6 separate regions of the Mus musculus genome follow, and regions 1, 3, 4, 5 and 6 are each linked to region 2. A link is a contact called in public HiChIP or PLAC-seq and promoter capture Hi-C data. All regions are on one chromosome and are shown on one strand. The core of a region is the stretch at or near the end of the contact, and the rest is flanking DNA. Distances in the headings are between cores, read along the strand shown. Region 1 overlaps Dcaf5 (DDB1 and CUL4 associated factor 5). Region 2 holds the start of Rad51b (RAD51 paralog B). Region 3 holds the start of Galnt16 (polypeptide N-acetylgalactosaminyltransferase 16). Region 4 has its middle 60 kb from the start of Mir1843a. Region 5 overlaps Dcaf5 (DDB1 and CUL4 associated factor 5). Region 6 holds the start of Gphn (gephyrin).

Region 1 (2,700 bases), core at 142-2,641, 1.1 Mb before region 2:
TGGCGTGTACCTTTAATCCCAGCACTTGGGAGGCAGAGGCAGAGGCAGGTGGATTTCTGAGTTTGAGGCCAGCCTGGTCTACAGAGTGAGTTCCTGGACAGCCAAACAGCCAAGGCTACACAGAGAAACCTTGTCTCAGGGGGCTTGGGGAGGCGGTGGGAAGAAAGCCTTTTCTCTTGGCAAAATAGATCATTCCTTATTCTCACTATAAATGGCCAGCTGCATAAACTCCTGCTGAGATGTATCCATCCATTCTTCTGGAAGGAATCACATTTTGTTCTCTACGATGTACTCCTAACTACATCAGGTTCTTGTGCACTCTCCTTGGTTGAAAGATTAATCTTCTTACCCAGAAATGCAGGAAGAAGAAAAGTTACTGGAGCCACACTCCTGCACTCTAACCAAATTATAAATGCCAGGTCAAGGATCTTGGGTGGGGATAGAATAGACCCGTGGGCCAGTGATGGGCAGGCTCCTCTTCAGGCCTGACTGGAATGGACAGAGAGGATAACTATTAACTGATGAGAAGGGAGTTTAGCAGAGGCCCCTGCTTCCTGTCAGGGACTTGAGCTGATGTCAACCCTGCTGCTGTGCTGTGCTGTGCTGTGCTGTGCTGTGCTGTGCTGTGCTGTGCTGTACTGTGCTGCGCTGTGCTCTTGTGCTGTGCTGTGCTGTGCTCTTGTGCTGTGCTGCGCTGTGCTCTTGTGCTGTGCTGCGCTGTGCTCTTGTGCTGTGCTGCGCTGTGCTCTTGTGCTGTGCTGGGCTGGGCTGGGCTGGGCTGGGCTGCGCTGCGCTGCGCTGCGCTGTGCTGCTCTGTGCTCTTGTGCTGTGCTGTGCTGTGCTGCGCTGTGCTCTTGTGCTGTGCTGTGCTGCGCTGCGCTGTGCTGCGCTGCGCTGCGTTGTGCTGTGCTGTGCTCTTGTGCTGTGCTGTGCTGTGTGTGCTGTGCTCTTGTGCTGTGCTGGGCTGTGCTGTGCTGTGCTGCGCTGCGCTGGCTGTGCTCTTGTGCTGTGCTGTGCTGTGTGTGCTGTGCTGGGCTGTGCTGTGCTGCGCTGCGCTGTGCTGGCTGTGCTCTTGTTCTGTGCTGTGCTGTGCTGTGCTGTGCTGTGCTGTGCTTGGCTGTGCTCTTGTGCTGGGCTGTGCTGTTCTGGGCTGTTCTGGGCTGGGCTGTGCTGTTCTGGGCTGTGCTGGGCTGTGCTGGGCTCTGCTGGGCTCTGCTGGGCTCTGCTGGGCTGGCTGTGCTGGCCAAGTTTGTTTCTGTTGAGTCTTGTTCCACCCCTCACCCACCCTCAGTTCCACAGATTCTGGCTGAGTTGCAAGCTCCATGCTGACTGTAGATTGAAAGCCTTTCATTGTTTTTGAACTCAGTGTTTAGATAGCACCGCATGCCTGTGGTGGCCAGGGCTCCCTATAAAGGAAATGCCTGGGCTCCAGCTGCCCAGTCCTTTCATTCTCTGTGTATGAGTGAGTGAGTGTGGCTTGTATTCAAGACATTATAAGATCATTTATTTCTTTGCTGGGTTTATCATTTGGGGACTTGGGATTCTAGACTCCTCCTTGGTACTTGGAGTTCTGGGGATGGTTTTTGTCTTTGCTGTCTTCCATCCATTCCACCCAGGAGGATGGCACGATGTTTTATCCAAACCTTGTTTCTGCACACAGCCGCAGTACCACAGCATTCCTCCCTTGGTGAGAAGATTGCTTTGGGAGGGTAAAGTAGGCATGGCTGCGGCTGGTGTTGGCAGGTTGTGTTTATGACCATGCCAGGTTGGCAGCTGCTCCTGCATGAACGTTTTCAGGGCCATTCTTCCTGTAGGTCATCTTCAGGCAAGTCAGGACCTCATCAGCAAAAGAAGTCATTTAGAAGCATACTGTATGTCTTAGTTAGGCTTTTACTGCCATGAACAGACACCATGACCAAGGCCACTCTTATAAGGACAGTATTTAATTGGGGCTGGCTTACAGGTTCAGAGGTTCAGTCCACTATCATCAATGCGGGTGCATGGCAGCATCCAGGCAGGCATGGTGCAGGAGGAGCTGAGAGTTCTACATCTTCATCTGAAGACTGCTAGTGGGAGACTGGCTTCCAGGCAGCTAGGATGAGGATCTTAAACCCACAGTGACACATGACTCCCAACAAAGCCACACCTACTCCAACAGGGCTACACATTCTAATACTGCCATTCCCTGGGTAGAGCATATGCAAACATCACACTTCATGACTTTAAAAATGTTATAAACATTATGAAACTACAGAAAAAATAATGCAATAAGAACATATAACCGCTTAGTAAAGCTATACAAATGATACTCACATAGCCTGACTTCAGTGAATCAGAGATATAAAAGAGAACATGGTTGTGGCATGGGTAACCACCCCTCTGTGAGATAAGGCCCAGGTAATCAAGAATTCTGTTGAGGGACTGGGGAGACGGCTCAGTTATGAGCACTTGGAAGGGCTGGAGAGATGGCTCAGAGGTTAAGAGCTGTTGCAAACTTGGGCTTGAGATTCCCAGCATCTCTCTGGTGGCTGTCATTAACCCCAGTTCCAAGAGATCCAGTGCCCTCTTCTGGCCACCAGACTTATGCATGGTGCACAGACATATACATAGACATTCACATATACACATAAAACACACACTACACTATAGCATAATAAGTGAACCAGAATATACTGTATGTCTTAGTTAGGCTTTTACTGC
Region 2 (2,700 bases), core at 150-2,649:
TACTTGCCCTCGATTCTGCTTATGGCTTCAAGTTTTTTCCCTACTCTCCCAAATATAATATAAACTCTCCAAATATAACATTCTCTATTCATTTGTTTCTTTCACCAATATTAAGCACATGCTATGCTAAGCTTATGTCCTCCCTTTTGCATACTTACAATTGAAGAATGAAGAGACATATATTCAAGTAACTACATTTATGTGACAGGTATTGTAGTTGCTATGTGCACGTGCTACTGAGATAGACAGGGAGAAGTCTCGAATTGGTCTGAAAAAAATTAGGTTGCATGTCACAATCCTACTAAAAGTAGTTCCCTTAAAAGTTAGTTTCATTGCTTAAAATGCTTCATGGGACCATCATATGACAACTTCCAAACTTTTATGATCAATCATATTTTTTTTCAACTTGAAAAGGGCATCTCTTACTTAGCTCTTGTCTTTCGAGCAAAGTTGTCCTCATGTGTAAAACAACGGTGATTCTAATTTCTACTCCAGAGCTGGTGCATAACGCTCAAGGTAGGCACTCATTATAGACATGTGATTCTTCTAACGTGACTATCCACAACGTTAGGTTAGGTTACTCAAACACATATTTCTCCACACAAACCCTTCGCCAACCAGTCACTTCCTCTCGAGTGCTATCTCCACACTTTGCACTTATTTCTTCCTTAATCTGATCTGTGCGTTATTATAGTGTATGCTTTTCTTTCTTCCTGATGTGTGCGTAAGCGCGTACGAGACAGAGGAGACAGCATCTCAGACTGAATTTCTGTTAGGCGCTCAATAAAAATAGTGAAGCAACAAAACCCAGCTATTTTGAGGAGGCTGAGGGGTTAATTTATTTATTGGGCCATTATTATGCGCCAGACACTAGTTTTAAATGCTTCGGATGTTTTTAATAAACACACGAACTAGCCAAGGGATCGAGCCAACATTCGAATCCAGAGATCTGACTCCAGATTCCGCGCTCTTAACACCACAAGTTTGACAGTCCCTAAACTTGCCCGGATGCCTAATTTGCCCAAGAGCGGAGGAAGAAGTATCAAGAGTTAGAAAACCTGACGCAAAACTTCCTAATAAAACAGAGCACCTTACAAGCATCACTCGCCTCCCTAGAGGAAGTCGGAAGCTCCAGGACCCCGTCCGGGTTCCAGGGACGAGCCCCGTTACAGAGTACGTGCTCAACACGCAGGACTCTCCGCGACCCCGGTATCAACAGCCACAGGCTCCAAGAGGGAGCACAAGATAATGAACACACCTTCCTCCCCACAACTGCCCCCTCAGAAAACTCCAGTACCAGGTCAGCAGCGTGGAACTTTCAAAGTTTCCCCCACCCTCACACAATTACCCGCGAAAAGTGCGAGCAGCAACATCTGGGGCTCTGGTTGGTTGGTACTCTGGCGACTTATCCAATCAGAAGCAGGAAAATCTCGGGTTAGCCCAGCTGTATTTTGGGAATTGTAGTTCAGTCTCGAAGGTTAATCTAATTAAATTTTTCCTTTGTAGTGATTGCTTAAATCGAGGAGCGGAACCTTTCAAGACGAATGTAGAGGAGGGAAAACCCTGACTGGAAATTCTTTTCCTCAGTGAATCGCATTTTAAAGTTATTTCCTGGGCCAGAGAAGGTTCTTTTGGGGGGCTGAGGGGTTGGAAAAAGGGTGGGCAATATGCCCTATTCCCGTTTTGGGATGAGAGTTTTGTGTTTCCTTTGCACTGTTCAACACATTTAGATGGTGAAAATGTCCGGGAAATACTAACTAAAGCGTCTCAAACTAAAATACATTGAAAAAGAACCACTCAGTTTAGTTGAAAAAATAAAAGAAGTCAAGTAGGTTTCGTATTTAAAACAGCTGCGTTAAGAAAAACTAATAAACTTAAGAACTGACTTGATTACATGATTTGTGAAAAGCCTTTGCTCACTCTTTGTTTTCGTTTGCAACTCCTTTGTACCGACCTCAGTCTTTCGATGGATATATAATTATATATGATATACACACGATAGAATTAGATAGAATAATGATACAGGAAGATCCAGAATTCCTGTGGCTAACCTATCATCTATCACTGGTTGGCACGGAGAAAATGTTGACATCAAAAACAAAACAAAACAGTGGCGGGTACGGAGCGTGGAACACAGATATTCCTGGCCCCAGCTCCCCCGAAATGAATAACTGTGGATGTTGCGAGAAGGAGCAATCATAATTAGGGAGAGTCCTCAGTCCTGTAGCTAGCGGATCTAACTCTTCCTTAGAGTCCCCGTAGCAATCAGGTGGCATCACGTGATTCAAACAAACACGGCACTTGATTTGCATCTTGCTTCTCCTGAGCCAATAAGAGTGGCGCTCTCTTTCGTCATCGCCGCCCGTTCCACCACTCTTCGCAATGGGACTTGTCACCTGACCGGGATCAAACATGGCTGCTCTGGACGGGAAAATGCATTCGACTCCCGGAGCAGGTGAGTGTAAGGCGCAGGGAAGATTGCGAGGGTGCTGTCCACGACCCCGCTAGGGGGAGCATCCCTGTCCCCCAGCCTCCCGGCTCCACAGTTCAGTCCCAGATTGATCCCCTAATCTTTAGCCTCTGTCTTAACAGAAGGCTCTAACCAAGGGAGTTTTCATCCTTACCAAGGCATCCACCAACCTAGAGATTTGTAGCCTGACAAAATGTTCAGGAGGGAATGCGGAAGTAAATGTATGTGTC
Region 3 (2,700 bases), core at 144-2,643, 1.2 Mb before region 2:
TCCTGGTGGACTTCTCAAGCTGTCTCTGACCAACAGTAGTGTGTCCCAAGAGGTTACCTGCCCCCGTCGGAAGAACGTTCCCATCTTAGCGTTCTCTCAAAGGGTCCCCTAGTCTCCTTCCTCAACAGGTGCTGGGCCTGGCCACACGAAGCCATCACCAGCTGACCAGACGAAAGTGTAGACAGGACGCCCCCTACAGGCTCAGCTTGCCCCCACCAGGTTCTACTGTGCAGCTTAATCCGCCCCCCAACCCCTCGCCCCAGCTCCGCGGGAGCTCTCGGAGTACTAACACCGCTTTTGTTTCTCCTACTCGCTCAGATGTCTGGAGGGTGATCTCATGAGAGGGAACTGCCCAGCCCAACGAACACACAGTCCCCTTCAACTGCAGACCCTAGGGTTGGAGGCAAAGAGCGCTTATGAGTCAAGCCTTCTCCCCGCCCCTGGGGAGCCAGAAAACACCTCCGGGGAAGGTAGGGGTGGAAGCTGAAAAAATTGGTCCAAGTTGATCTTGGATGTGAAGGCGCTAAGCCAAGGGCAGCGCTCAGCGACCCTTCCCTTACCCACGCCGCCGCCCGGCGTCTTTTACCCCAGAGGCTGGAGACCCGGTGCGCACCACCACCTACGCGCTCTTGCTGAGCTCTGCTCCCACCACCCGCTCGCTGCACTCCAGGGCCAGCCGCCTTCTGGGGATGGCGAGACGCCCGCAGCCCCCTAGTCCCCAGCCCCGGTTGCGCGGGGCCGCGAAAGCCGCCACGTTCTCAGTCGCGCGCGCACGCCGGGCCCACCAAACTTGCAGCACTTTCTCCCTGCCCCCACATGCTGTCACCCTCCCTGCATCCAAGCACCCTGGCCCCTCCGGGCCCCGCACAGGTTGCCATAACAACGAGCAGGAATTCTCCAATATATACAAAGCCCGAACGGTGCTCGGGGCACGCAGCCCCCGGTCGGGCCCCGCGAACCTCGGCTAACAGCGGGGGGCAGGACGCGCGCCGAGGATCCCCGGCCCGCCGCTCACCCGGTGCGCAGAGCGTACTCACAATGAGCGGAATGGTGCGGTCCTCGCGGAGCTGCTCTGGTCTCCCGCCGGCCCTCTGCGCGCCGCGGCCGCTGGAGGATGCTGCATGGGCTCGGTTGTCCTGCCATAAGTAGTAGAAAGTGCCCAGGATCCAGGCTACGGTCAGGATGGCGATGGCATTGGCGCGGATCTTCCTCATGGTGGGCGGACGGGCGCTCCGCGTGGGGCCCGAGGCCGGCGTGCTCTCGGAGCCCGAGCAGGGGAGCTTGCTGCCCCAGCCGTTTGTTGTCGCTTGCGCCGGGCTGCTCAGTCCTGCAGAGCAGAAAAAAGAGAGAGGTGGTGGTGGTGGTTGGGGAGGGGGGGGGGGTGTGATAGGAAGAGACAGGAGCGCAGAGCGATCCTCACGGTCCTAATGCCCTTCAGCCCCGAGCGCGCGCGGCCCCGGGCGCTCATTCATTCGCGCGCCTAGCTGGCTCTGTGCTCCAGACGCCGCGGGCAGCCGGGGCCGCTGCGCACCCGCTAAAGAGCGCGCCCGCTGGGAAGTGGCGCGGGCCTTCCTCCCGCATCCCGGGTCTCAGCGAGACAGACGCGGGGTGGAATGGCGATGAACCAGAGCTGGTCTCTGCTCTCTCAACGCTCGGCTATCTCTCGCCCGTCCCCTGCCCCCGCGTGGCCCTGGTCTGTCTCTCCACCCACACCTAACCCACCGCCGAGCGGACCTGAGTCACCAGCGAAGACGCGCGACCCCTGGCCTTGGCCCGAGTCGCCTAGCTGCAGTTCCCGGCAGCGCTGAGAACTGAGCTCTGGCGCAGGGTTCAACCTGTGTTCAGAGAGTCCTTCGGAGGGGGCAAGGCTAGCGAGTAGGCAGTCTTGACTTTGCACCGGAATCCTTCTCGGAGACCCAGGATTCCATCCGCCTCGGTGGCCCGAGGGGGTGGGGAGTTGGAAGCTGATGCACTTGACACTCTGGAGAGCGAGGTGAAGCTGCGCTGCGGTACAACCAATGCAAGCACAGGGATGCGATCGCTGGACATCTTTCATTACCCTGGGGCTCCTAGCTTTCTCTTAGTTCCTATCCACACCGGCATCGCGGCTCCCTGAACTGTCCTGAGGCGTCATCACCGTTCCGTGAGAGTGAAGGGAGGCCATAGAGGCCAGGCCACAGGGTTCGATTAGTGGACAGAACCCTGTCTAAGAGCCCTCTGACACTTTTCTGACAAAGTGCAAAATAAGGTGGTGAGAGACAGGATAGACATCATTGAGATTCTGATTCTGCGGAGGCCCTGAAGTCGATGAGAGGTGAGAAGCAGGTGTGAATAATTCAGGCTCCAGGCAGAAGACAAGGCGGGCTAGGGCCTGTCAGGCAAAGGAAGACACACACTCGGAGCTCTGAGATACCAAAGTAGATGCTGCGGAGGAAGAAATAATTTATTGCAAACTGGTCTTCAGTAACGAACTACAGAAATGATTCCTGAAAGTATAGTCTTGCAAAGTGGTCTTTAGGAAGGCTTCCCAGAGAAAGTGGATAAATCTGGAGAATAGGAGGGTAATCCCAAAAAGGAAGAGAAGAATAAGGAAAGGGCAGGGACAGCCAAGGCCCTCAGGATAATATCTCATGAGAGCATGCTGGATACTGGCAAAGACCTGGTGTGAGTTGAGACTGGCCAGACTGGGCAAGTCTAGAT
Region 4 (2,770 bases), core at 111-2,610, 1.0 Mb before region 2:
CTCTCTTTGTTGTTGTGCTTGCTGGCTTGACATCCATGTGCACGCCCCACAAGAAGGCTTTTTGGATGTCAGTCCATCAGAAATATGGATAGTCAAGGTCCTCCAGAGAAAGAATACTGTTTGACAGCAAGTCTCAGCCTACAAGCACTGGAAGAGAGTAGATCTCCCCATTACCATAGACATTGCAAAGCTTGCTTTGGAGCCTTTGGGGAGACCTCTTAGACCTTTGACCCTTTGTAGTGCCACCCCTAAGAGCTGGAAGCTTAAAAGCCAGACATGGCTGATAGAGATCTCATAGATCCTTGCTCACAACAAGCTTATAAAGGTTGAGATAAGGGGTGGCAAATGTTATTAAACTAAAATTTTAATATAATAATACTAGAAAAAGACCTAGACCTTAAGAAGTGAGACACCAAAGCTCTCTGGGCTTCTGAGGTCAAGTTCTTAGACCTGGTGCTGGGCCATCCCTAAGAACCTGGGAAGGAGGGAGCCATGGAAAACCGCTGCATGTGCCAAAGAAGAGTTAACCAGTTTTCTATGCAGGGTTGATTGAGAGGGGTGTGTGTGTGTGTGTGTGTGTGTGTGTGTGTGAGAGAGAGAGAGAGAGAGAGAAGGAGAGAGAGAGAGAGAAAGGGAGGGAGGGAGGAGAGAGAAGGGGAGGGGAGAGGAGAGAAGAGAAAGAAGAGAAGAGAGAATATCTTAGTATCTCATCCAAAAAGGCTAAACCATAAAAACCAGCAAGGAAGTCTGATAGATCAATAGATCAAGGAAGGAAAGCTCACATCTGCTGCCTGCAGTGGTAAAGGAGCTGAATTAGTGATGTGGGAGCATGGCCGCGGTTCTTAGGGCAGAGAAATGTGAGAGGTGAGCGGTTTGCATTACTGGTGGAAAAGAGGCAATGGAATTACACTTAAAGGTGAAATGGTTTCCAGTAAAGCACATCTGCCTGAAGAGAGGTCAGAACACAGTGTCATACAGCAGACAAAGCACCAAGCAGGCGGGACCTTAAGAGCTGACCCTACAAGAGAGGGGGAGAGCCCTCACCAGCCTCTTCTGTCCCATTTCAAAGGTGGAGTTTCAGTTGCTGATCACTAAGGCTGGTGCTCCCAACTGATCTCACTGCTTCCTGAATGTGGTCTCTGGGGCCTGGCTTCCTGCATGATTTCCTTATGGCCTCACTCTTATCAAGTGTGACTGGGGCTGGATCACAATGTACAGCAATAGTAAGGGATTGCAAATGGTCACACGGAGGCAGCTTGTGTCAGGTGGAGGCTTTGACAAAAGAAAAGAGTGACTTGAGTTTGGGACACCCTCCCCCTACACCCAAGAGCTTGCACCTCTGACCACATTCTCAGCTCTGGTTGGCTGTAAGAGAAAAGTCATCAACATGCTGAGGGGGAGGGGCAGGACATGGGGAAATACAAGGAACTAGAGAATAGGAACCTGATTGCTTCCGTTTACAAGCCCATGCCTGGGCTTGAGACTAAAAGACCCTTCAAGTTCAAGAAAGGACCTGATGGCTGCATGCAGTGACACATGCCTTTAATCCCAGCCACTTGGAGGCAAGAGGCAGGCAGAATTCTGATCTGGCCTACACATCAACTCTCTGGATAGCCAGGGCTACATAGAATGACCCTGTCCCTTCCTTCCTTCCTTCCTTCCTTCCTTCCTTCCTTCCTTCCTTCCTTCCTTCCTTCCTTCCTTCCTTCCTTCCTCCCTCCCTCCCTCCCTCCCTCTCTCTCTCTCTCCCTCCCTCTCTCTCTCTCTCTCTCTCTTTCTTTCTTAAGGAGCAAGGCCTGGTGAGGAAAGGAGTCTTCCTAGGTGCAAGCCCAAGCTTTACTCTGCTCTGGAACACTGAGTCTTCTCAAATGAGCCGGAATGAGCAGTGTGCAGCTCATGTCCTTTACGGTTTGGGGGGTGGGGGGTTGTGGCGCTGGGGATTAAACCCACTGAGAGAGATGGATCAGCACAAAAGGTGGACGCTGGCCTCAGCTCTGTCTTATTCCACACATCTGTCAGGAAAGAGTTGGCTGGCACAAAGGTCAGTCAGTGCCTGGATCACGGTTCCCCCAGCTTGAAGATCCCACGGAGAGACCTATGGAGATAGTCCAGTCAGCAGCTATGTCTACTGATCCCCCACCACCCGCCGCCCCTGCCCCCTGGTTTCAAGTCCAGTAGGCAAACACTTCCTAAGACTGGGAGATAAGTTACTCCTGAGGGGACTGTATGGACCTGCTAAACACTGCACTTTTAACCTCTCCTCCTCCGGGTGAGAAAAGTAAGTTCTTGGATTCCACTTGGAATGAAGGAAGGGTAGGCTGGGCTGATGCTGGTACGACATGGCAAGTGTGACTCTAGGATCTCCTATGCAAGAGTCAGACTTACCCTAAAGACTGAAATGGCTGGGAGGTCAGGTTTACAAAGCCAAGGGAGGTACACATCTGTACTCTCAGCACCTTCAGAAAGAAAGGAGGGAAGGAAGGAAGGAGGCAGAGGTAGGCAGATCTCTGAGTTTGAGGCCAGCCTGGTCTACAGAGTAAGTTCCAGGACAGCAAGGATTACACAGAAAAACCCTGTCTTAGGAGAGAGGAAAAAAAAAAAAAAAAGACAACCAAGCTATATTTTTGTTTTGGATTACTAGCTCATCTGTTCTAGTTGAAATTGGCCCTTACAACCATTAATGCAGTCGTAGATCATGTAGTCTCCTGCAGGGTTGGGACAGGCCTTGGCAGACAGGAAGGAATCAGGTCTCCACTCTCCTCAGGTTCTA
Region 5 (2,700 bases), core at 155-2,654, 1.1 Mb before region 2:
CCTATGTTCATGTGGACAGCCGGAGCCTAGAAATGTTAAGAGATTTTATTCCAGGTCTTATAATTGCTGGTTGCTTTGCTAGACATGGCGTGGGTTAGCCTGGCTGAGTGAACTGTTTGGCCATTTACTTTTCCTGAGTGACAGCAGTTTATTTTGGTCTGATCCCTTGAATAATGCATTCTGAACTGTTGCCAGGTTATACTTTATTGCTTAAAAAACAAAACAAAACTCTATAAAGACAGCTCTGTTAAATATTTTTTAAAAGAGAGAATATGTGGCTTTTTGAGACAGGTTCTCATGTATCCTAGGCTGGCCCTGAGCCTCCTGATCCTTCTGCCTCTACCTCCCCTAAGGGTAGGAATTACATACAAGCAAGCACCACTGTGCCTGACTTCTTAGATTGCCTTCATAGTCTCTCCTAACTTAACACTCCGATTTTCTATTATGTTGTATTTGAGTGTGTGTGTGTACATGTGCACGTGTGTGTCTGTGTGTGTGTGTGTATACATGTGTACATGTGCACACGCGCACACACAGATGTATAGGACAACTTTCAATAATGCAGTAACTAGTTTTCTCCTCCTACCATAGGTTCTGGGAATCAAGCTCAGGAATTCAGACTTTTCAAGACTTCCACAAACTGAGCCAATTTATGATTTTTTTTTTTTTTTTTTAGAAACTTTAAAATCCTATATTGTCGGGTGGAAGGGATCACTTGTAGGAATTATAAAATGTCTATTTTTTTCCTTTGTAGGAAATGATGAGCAAGTTATCCTCCATGATGTTGAAAGGTAAATAGATTGTTGGTGTGTGACGATGACTGACCATTTTTTACATGAACAGTGGCAAATATCTTTTTAGACATAGATTTTAGGTTCTGAGGGAACTAATATGGAACCAATATTAGTTTTCTGAAGCAAACAAACCAATTACTATAATAGTTTCAGTTTTATTTAAAGAAAGGGAAGATTTGCAAAGTTGACATACAATTAGAAATAATAAGAGACGCCTTTAATCCCAGTACTTGGTAGGCAGAAGCAGGCAGATTTCTGAGTTCGAGGCCAGCCTGGTCTACAGAGTGAGTTCCAGGACAGCCAGGGCTACACAGAGAAATCCTGTCTCAGAAAAACCCAAAAAAAAAAGAGGGAGAAAACAGTTTTTCCTCTTTATATTTATATGTTATACATAATTACATAATAAAAATTAATAGTTAATAATAACAAATATTTATTGAGTTTTTACTGTCATGTGCCAGACATTGTTCTAAGGGATTTTTGTGTTCCCCACTTAACCATTATGACCATTTAGTGAGGGATATTGTTGATAACCATGACAAGAGGGAACAAAGGCCCAGAGCTCTTAGGTAACTTAAGGTCAGGTAATGCTAGGACTTTGCACCGGGTCTTGTTAGCTCAGAGCTGTGCTGTTAATCCACATGCTAGTCTCCTGGGAGGCCCTCTACCTCTGCTGCTTTAAAACCTCCCCTTTGTTTTTGGAAATCTAGTACCACCCTCAAATCTCCATACAACTGATAAATGAAAACAAAAAACTCAGCTACTGGGTCATTTTTAAATACGTTTAGTGTGAAAATTAGGAAATTTATACAAGTAATACTTTTAAATATACATATATATTTATGCAGACATTTTAGATACTTAATGTTTTTCACTTGAACATTGCCCATTATATTAATTTAGCATCTTGTTGGTTTACCTGGGTTAAATTTCTCTTGTTAATAAAAGAAACTGAACTCTAGTTAGGTACAATAGGGCTGGGCCTCTGAACAATGTTTGTGTATATAAATATGTCTATGTGCTTTTCTGTTTCTCAGCAGTGAGACCCTGGATGTGTTTGCTCATGAAGATGCAGTATATGGCTTGTCAGTGAGCCCCGTGAATGACAACATTTTTGCCAGCTCTTCAGATGATGGCCGGGTTCTCATTTGGGATATCCGGGAGTCTCCCCATGGAGGTCGGTCATTTTGGACAGTTTTGGATTGTGCTGAACAGTCTGAGTACAGTCAGTGTATGAGTAGCATCCAGAGGATAGAAATGTAGGATTCTCACATGCAGCACACACACATAACACTGGAGACCCATCCTGCCCTGAGTGGTCGCAGAGGAATACGTTTACCAGTCAGCCTACCTGTCACTGTACAAAAACAAAATCTGAGTCTAGCTGTGCAACTCAGACTGGCTTTGAACTCACAGTCTTTCTCCTTCAATTACAGAAAAGGGGCACCAGGCAGGGTTTTTTGTTTGTTTGTTTGTTTTGTTTTGTTTTTTGTTTTTGTTTTTTGATACTGGAAGACACAGTTCTGCCCTAACCCTTCAGGGAGCATCATGAACTAGAGGGAAGCTGTACTGTGTTGCTTTGTCTTCATTTTTCACTGTTTCACTTTGTCTTCATTAAATCTATATGTGTATAAAACTTGCAATTTTATAAGCATTAAAGTTATAGTAACTTGGGAGGCTAGAGAGCTGGCTCAGTGGTTAAGAACACTGACTGCTCTTCCAGAGGCCCTGAGTTCAATTCCCAGCAACCACATGGTGGCTCACAACCATCTGTAATGGGATCTGATGCCCTCTTCTGGTGTGTCTGAAGACAGCTACAGTGTACTCACATACATAAAATACATAAATAAATCTTAAAAGAATGTGATAACTGTATTAGGAGTTGGTTGTGAAAGTTTTTAGGGAA
Region 6 (2,700 bases), core at 173-2,672, 1.1 Mb after region 2:
ATTTAGTTCCTTCCCGGGCATCATCTCAACCTGTCAGAATTCTACAAGAAAAAAAATTTAAATGAAATAGGGAAGACACTAGGATTCCCTTCTACATAGCTTCTTTTTCTGAAACCACATCACTAAGTCTTGGATTTCCTTTACTCCACAGTAAGCCTCAGACTCCAAATATAAATTCTTTAACCCCCGCTTCTCCGTTCAATTACACTTGAACCATGCCAACTACAGAACCTCAGCCGAAACCCCTACAAATAGGTTTGCAATTCATCTTGGAAGTCGTGCCCTGCAGCAACTGTCTATCTCCAAACTCAGGGATATCACCCAAATACAACGCAACGGAATCAGACATGCAGAGCACACACGACTTCCGCGAGGGAGGGAAACGCGACCCGGGAAAAGTGCGCTCCTCACCAGCCTCAGGACCATCCACCGGGGAGTGAGAATGGGAGGGGGGGGGTGTCCCAAAAGGGAGGGGGAGAAAAGAACCCGACAGAGGGAAATCCTTCCTTCTCAAGGGAAAAAAAAAAAAAAAAAAGGCTGGCTCTCCCGGCCACGGGAAGCAGCCGGTCCTCGCGGAGGAGAAGAGGCAGACAGAGAGGGAGGGCCCTGTGCTAGGAAAGGCAGAAGGAAGGCACTTTCCGGGGTCCGGACTAGAGCCTAGCACCCGGCTCCCGGGGGAGGTGAGGAGTGTCCCGTCGTCTGCAGAGGGGACAGCCGGCCGGCGAAGGGGCAGCAGAGGCGGAGCAGAGTTCGCCTGCCGAACCCCGAGTCCTGTCAGGCAGGTGCCATGGGGCCGCCGGGTGGGGGGGGAGGGGAGAAAAGGGGGTGGAGATGGGATTCCCCCCTCTCGGAAGAGCTTTAGTGGAGGAGGCGCCCGGCCAACCCCGAGCAGCGTGCTTCAGACTGCGGAGCAGGAATCCCGCCGCCCGCACCGGCAGCGCGGAGCCCCGCAGCGCCCGCCGCACCGGCCCCTCGGTCCCCGGGGGCCAGAGACTTTGGCTGCTAGGGCTCCGGGGCCTGACACCCCACCGTGCCTGCCCCAGCTCCCCCGGGGAGCACACGGGAACACCCGAATCCTCAGCAGCTCTCAGCGGTTGTAAAATACACCCCCCGGTCCCCCTCCTCAGCCTGCCCTCTTCCCGAGGCCGCAGGGAAGCACCACCGCGGGCGAGAAACCTCCAGCAAGTCGCGGATAGTAGCCGTTGCGGCTCCCCCGGACCTCCTCCCCCCGTTACCTGTGAGGACTCCGACACGGATTTGATGGTCGTGGTTGGTGAGGATCATTCCCTCGGTCGCCATGTTTCCCAGCGCAGTCACCGCACTGACAGGAGCCAGGAGAAGCCGGAGCCCGGAGCGCGCCGGCCGGGAGCGCGCTTGCCTTGGAGAGCGCGAGAGCGAGGGCGCCCGGGGAGCGCGAGGCGAGCGGGAAGGAGGGGGCCGAGCGCCCGGTGGCCTGCGTGGGGTGGGGGGGAGAGGCCGCGCCAGGAGCGCGCGGGTCCGCGGAGGGGGCGGAGTCGGGCCGCGCGACCCCGAGTCCGGCCGGGAGGAAGCGATCCCGGGGTGGGAGTAGCGGCGGCCTCGCGGAAGACAGAGCGCGGAGGCGGCGGGGCAAGGCCGGCGAGACCCAGAGGCTCTGCGGAGTGAGACCCAAGACGCCTGGATGGCAAGAGACTGAGAGGGGGAAAAGGGAGCACACGCTCTGGAGGTTGCGGGGGCGGACTCGGGGACAGGGGCGGAGCTACACCCCGAGGCGTGCAACTCGTGGAGAGTGAGGGGAGGAGTGCGAGCTTGGCTGCGGAGTGCCGGGAGCGGGAAGGAGCCGGCCCAGCCTAGAGTGGGACCCAAGGAACGTTCCTGGGCGCGCGAGTAGCGCGGGATTGGCTGGGCGGACGCGGTGCGGGTGCGCGCGAGGCACGAACGCAGCCTCGGCGGGCCCCAGACAGAAGCAATCCCCCGCCGAGCCGGCAGCCTCGTCAGTTTTCCGCCGCCTCAGGCCGGCCGGCTCTGCCCGCGATGGAGCCACTCCGGACCAGGTGCGGCAGCGAGGTGGGCTCACCTCCTCTGAAGGCACCGGAGAACCTAGAGGTGGCTTAAGGAAGCGGCATGGGTGGCAGAACGGTGGCCGCTGTGACGAGAGTCCCCTCTCGGGCAGAGATAGGTTACCCTGTGCCGCCCCAGCTGTGACCTGCAGTCAATGCTCCCTCTGACTTCGCTTTGGCCCCGCTCGGTGACAGCCTACCACAGACGTCGTAGACGGAGCTTATGTGTCTGCAGCAGGGCACGTGGAGTGGAGATTCCTCTCTCTCTCTCTCTCTCTCTCTCTCTCTCTCTCTCTCTCTCTCTCTCTGTCGTCCCCTAGATGCTGTGACATTTAAGTTTCAGTGTTTCTGGAATATGGAATTACTCTGAAAATGTGGTCATTTAGTTCTGTGTCTTTCATAAAGTGTTATTAGCCACCTCTATTTTGTGTAGGTTTGCTAAATATCCTTTTCTGGCTTAAGTGTGTGTATGTTTTCTCATTTGTTCACCATAGTAAAACCTAAAAGCAAAACAACAACAAAAAAAGTATCAAAACTGTTTAATAATCTGCTCTTAGTCTAAAATCTCAATTATATGGTTATGTGCGGTTTGTATTGTTCCAGTAAGAACATAGCATTACTCATTCTATTCACTAAAGATTCACATTGTGCCTTTATATAA

What was found. Promoter capture Hi-C pulls out the DNA fragments that hold promoters and counts their contacts. HiChIP or PLAC-seq counts read pairs in DNA pulled down with a chosen protein or histone mark.
Region 1: a contact with region 2 is called in an H3K27ac HiChIP or PLAC-seq map of the NIH/3T3 cell line, with 5 times the contacts expected there. The contact joins the enhancer-like site here to the promoter of Rad51b in region 2. A contact is called at or near these places in 13 of 39 promoter capture datasets (the 3T3-L1 cell line, the C10 cell line, the SN4741 cell line and 9 more), 1 of 15 datasets of contacts at CTCF or cohesin (pro-B cells), 17 of 115 datasets of contacts at active chromatin or transcription factors (the NIH/3T3 cell line, the SCID.adh cell line, T-cell acute lymphoblastic leukemia and 11 more) and 5 of 9 other capture datasets (adipose tissue, embryonic stem cells, liver and 2 more).
Region 3: an H3K4me3 HiChIP or PLAC-seq map of pro-B cells shows a contact between it and region 2, with 5 times the contacts expected there. The contact joins the promoter of Galnt16 here to the promoter of Rad51b in region 2. A contact is called at or near these places in 10 of 39 promoter capture datasets (the 3T3-L1 cell line, the C10 cell line, cranial neural crest and 6 more), 5 of 115 datasets of contacts at active chromatin or transcription factors (astrocytes, embryonic forebrain, large pre-B cells and 2 more) and 1 of 9 other capture datasets (liver).
Region 4: an H3K4me3 HiChIP or PLAC-seq map of bone marrow-derived macrophages shows a contact between it and region 2, with 3 times the contacts expected there. The contact joins the enhancer-like site here to the promoter of Rad51b in region 2. A contact is called at or near these places in 10 of 39 promoter capture datasets (the 3T3-L1 cell line, the C10 cell line, the HPC-7 cell line and 6 more), 9 of 115 datasets of contacts at active chromatin or transcription factors (T-cell acute lymphoblastic leukemia, astrocytes, bone marrow-derived macrophages and 6 more) and 3 of 9 other capture datasets (adipose tissue, liver and macrophages).
Region 5: a contact with region 2 is called in a promoter capture Hi-C map of liver, with 4 times the contacts expected there. The contact joins the enhancer-like site here to the promoter of Rad51b in region 2. A contact is called at or near these places in 17 of 39 promoter capture datasets (the 3T3-L1 cell line, 3T3-L1-derived adipocytes, the C10 cell line and 13 more), 1 of 15 datasets of contacts at CTCF or cohesin (large pre-B cells), 11 of 115 datasets of contacts at active chromatin or transcription factors (the 230-238 cell line, embryonic forebrain, embryonic stem cells and 7 more) and 3 of 9 other capture datasets (adipose tissue, liver and macrophages).
Region 6: a promoter capture Hi-C map of pre-B cells shows a contact between it and region 2, with 2.2 times the contacts expected there. The contact joins the promoter of Gphn here to the promoter of Rad51b in region 2. A contact is called at or near these places in 3 of 39 promoter capture datasets (hippocampal neurons, liver and pre-B cells) and 2 of 115 datasets of contacts at active chromatin or transcription factors (astrocytes and pro-B cells).

What each region holds. Positions count from the first base shown.
Region 1 is chr12:80,378,617-80,381,316 of GRCm38.p6, reverse strand. All of the region lies in intron 5 of Dcaf5 (DDB1 and CUL4 associated factor 5), which reads left to right. Among named protein-coding and RNA genes, the nearest start is that of Mir1843a, 12 kb to the left of the region's middle. Within about 2 kb of position 1,391, at least 137 of the 459 cell types and tissues checked have an H3K27ac peak or open chromatin away from gene starts, as enhancers often do. A contact at or near this core is called in the NIH/3T3 cell line, the SN4741 cell line, astrocytes and 3 more, where this site is marked.
Region 2 is chr12:79,295,981-79,298,680 of GRCm38.p6, reverse strand. It overlaps Rad51b (RAD51 paralog B), which reads right to left and starts at 1,399. Exons shown (of 11, transcript NM_009014.3): 1 at 1,349-1,399. It overlaps Zfyve26 (zinc finger, FYVE domain containing 26), which reads left to right and starts at 2,399. Exons shown (of 42, transcript NM_001008550.1): 1 at 2,399-2,455.
Region 3 is chr12:80,517,683-80,520,382 of GRCm38.p6, reverse strand. Galnt16 (polypeptide N-acetylgalactosaminyltransferase 16) reads right to left here and starts at 1,393. Exons shown (of 15, transcript NM_001081421.2): 1 at 1,038-1,393. The coding sequence starts at 1,214. Gm26777 (a long non-coding RNA gene) reads left to right here and starts at 2,170. Exons shown (of 5, transcript XR_381753.4): 1 at 2,170-2,700. 2310002D06Rik (RIKEN cDNA 2310002D06 gene) reads right to left here. Exons shown (of 3, transcript NR_045490.1): 3 at 2,429-2,700.
Region 4 is chr12:80,330,346-80,333,115 of GRCm38.p6, reverse strand. No RefSeq gene overlaps it. Among named protein-coding and RNA genes, the nearest start is that of Mir1843a, 60 kb to the left of the region's middle. Within about 2 kb of position 1,360, at least 71 of the 459 cell types and tissues checked have an H3K27ac peak or open chromatin away from gene starts, as enhancers often do. A contact at or near this core is called in the HPC-7 cell line, T-cell acute lymphoblastic leukemia and bone marrow-derived macrophages, where this site is marked.
Region 5 is chr12:80,398,040-80,400,739 of GRCm38.p6, reverse strand. It overlaps Dcaf5 (DDB1 and CUL4 associated factor 5), which reads left to right. Exons shown (of 9, transcript NM_177267.5): 3 at 755-791; 4 at 1,832-1,971. Among named protein-coding and RNA genes, the nearest start is that of Mir1843a, 7.7 kb to the right of the region's middle. Within about 2 kb of position 1,404, at least 4 of the 459 cell types and tissues checked have an H3K27ac peak or open chromatin away from gene starts, as enhancers often do. A contact at or near this core is called in liver, where this site is marked.
Region 6 is chr12:78,225,377-78,228,076 of GRCm38.p6, reverse strand. It overlaps Gphn (gephyrin), which reads right to left and starts at 1,422. Exons shown (of 23, transcript NM_145965.2): 1 at 1,236-1,422. The coding sequence starts at 1,299.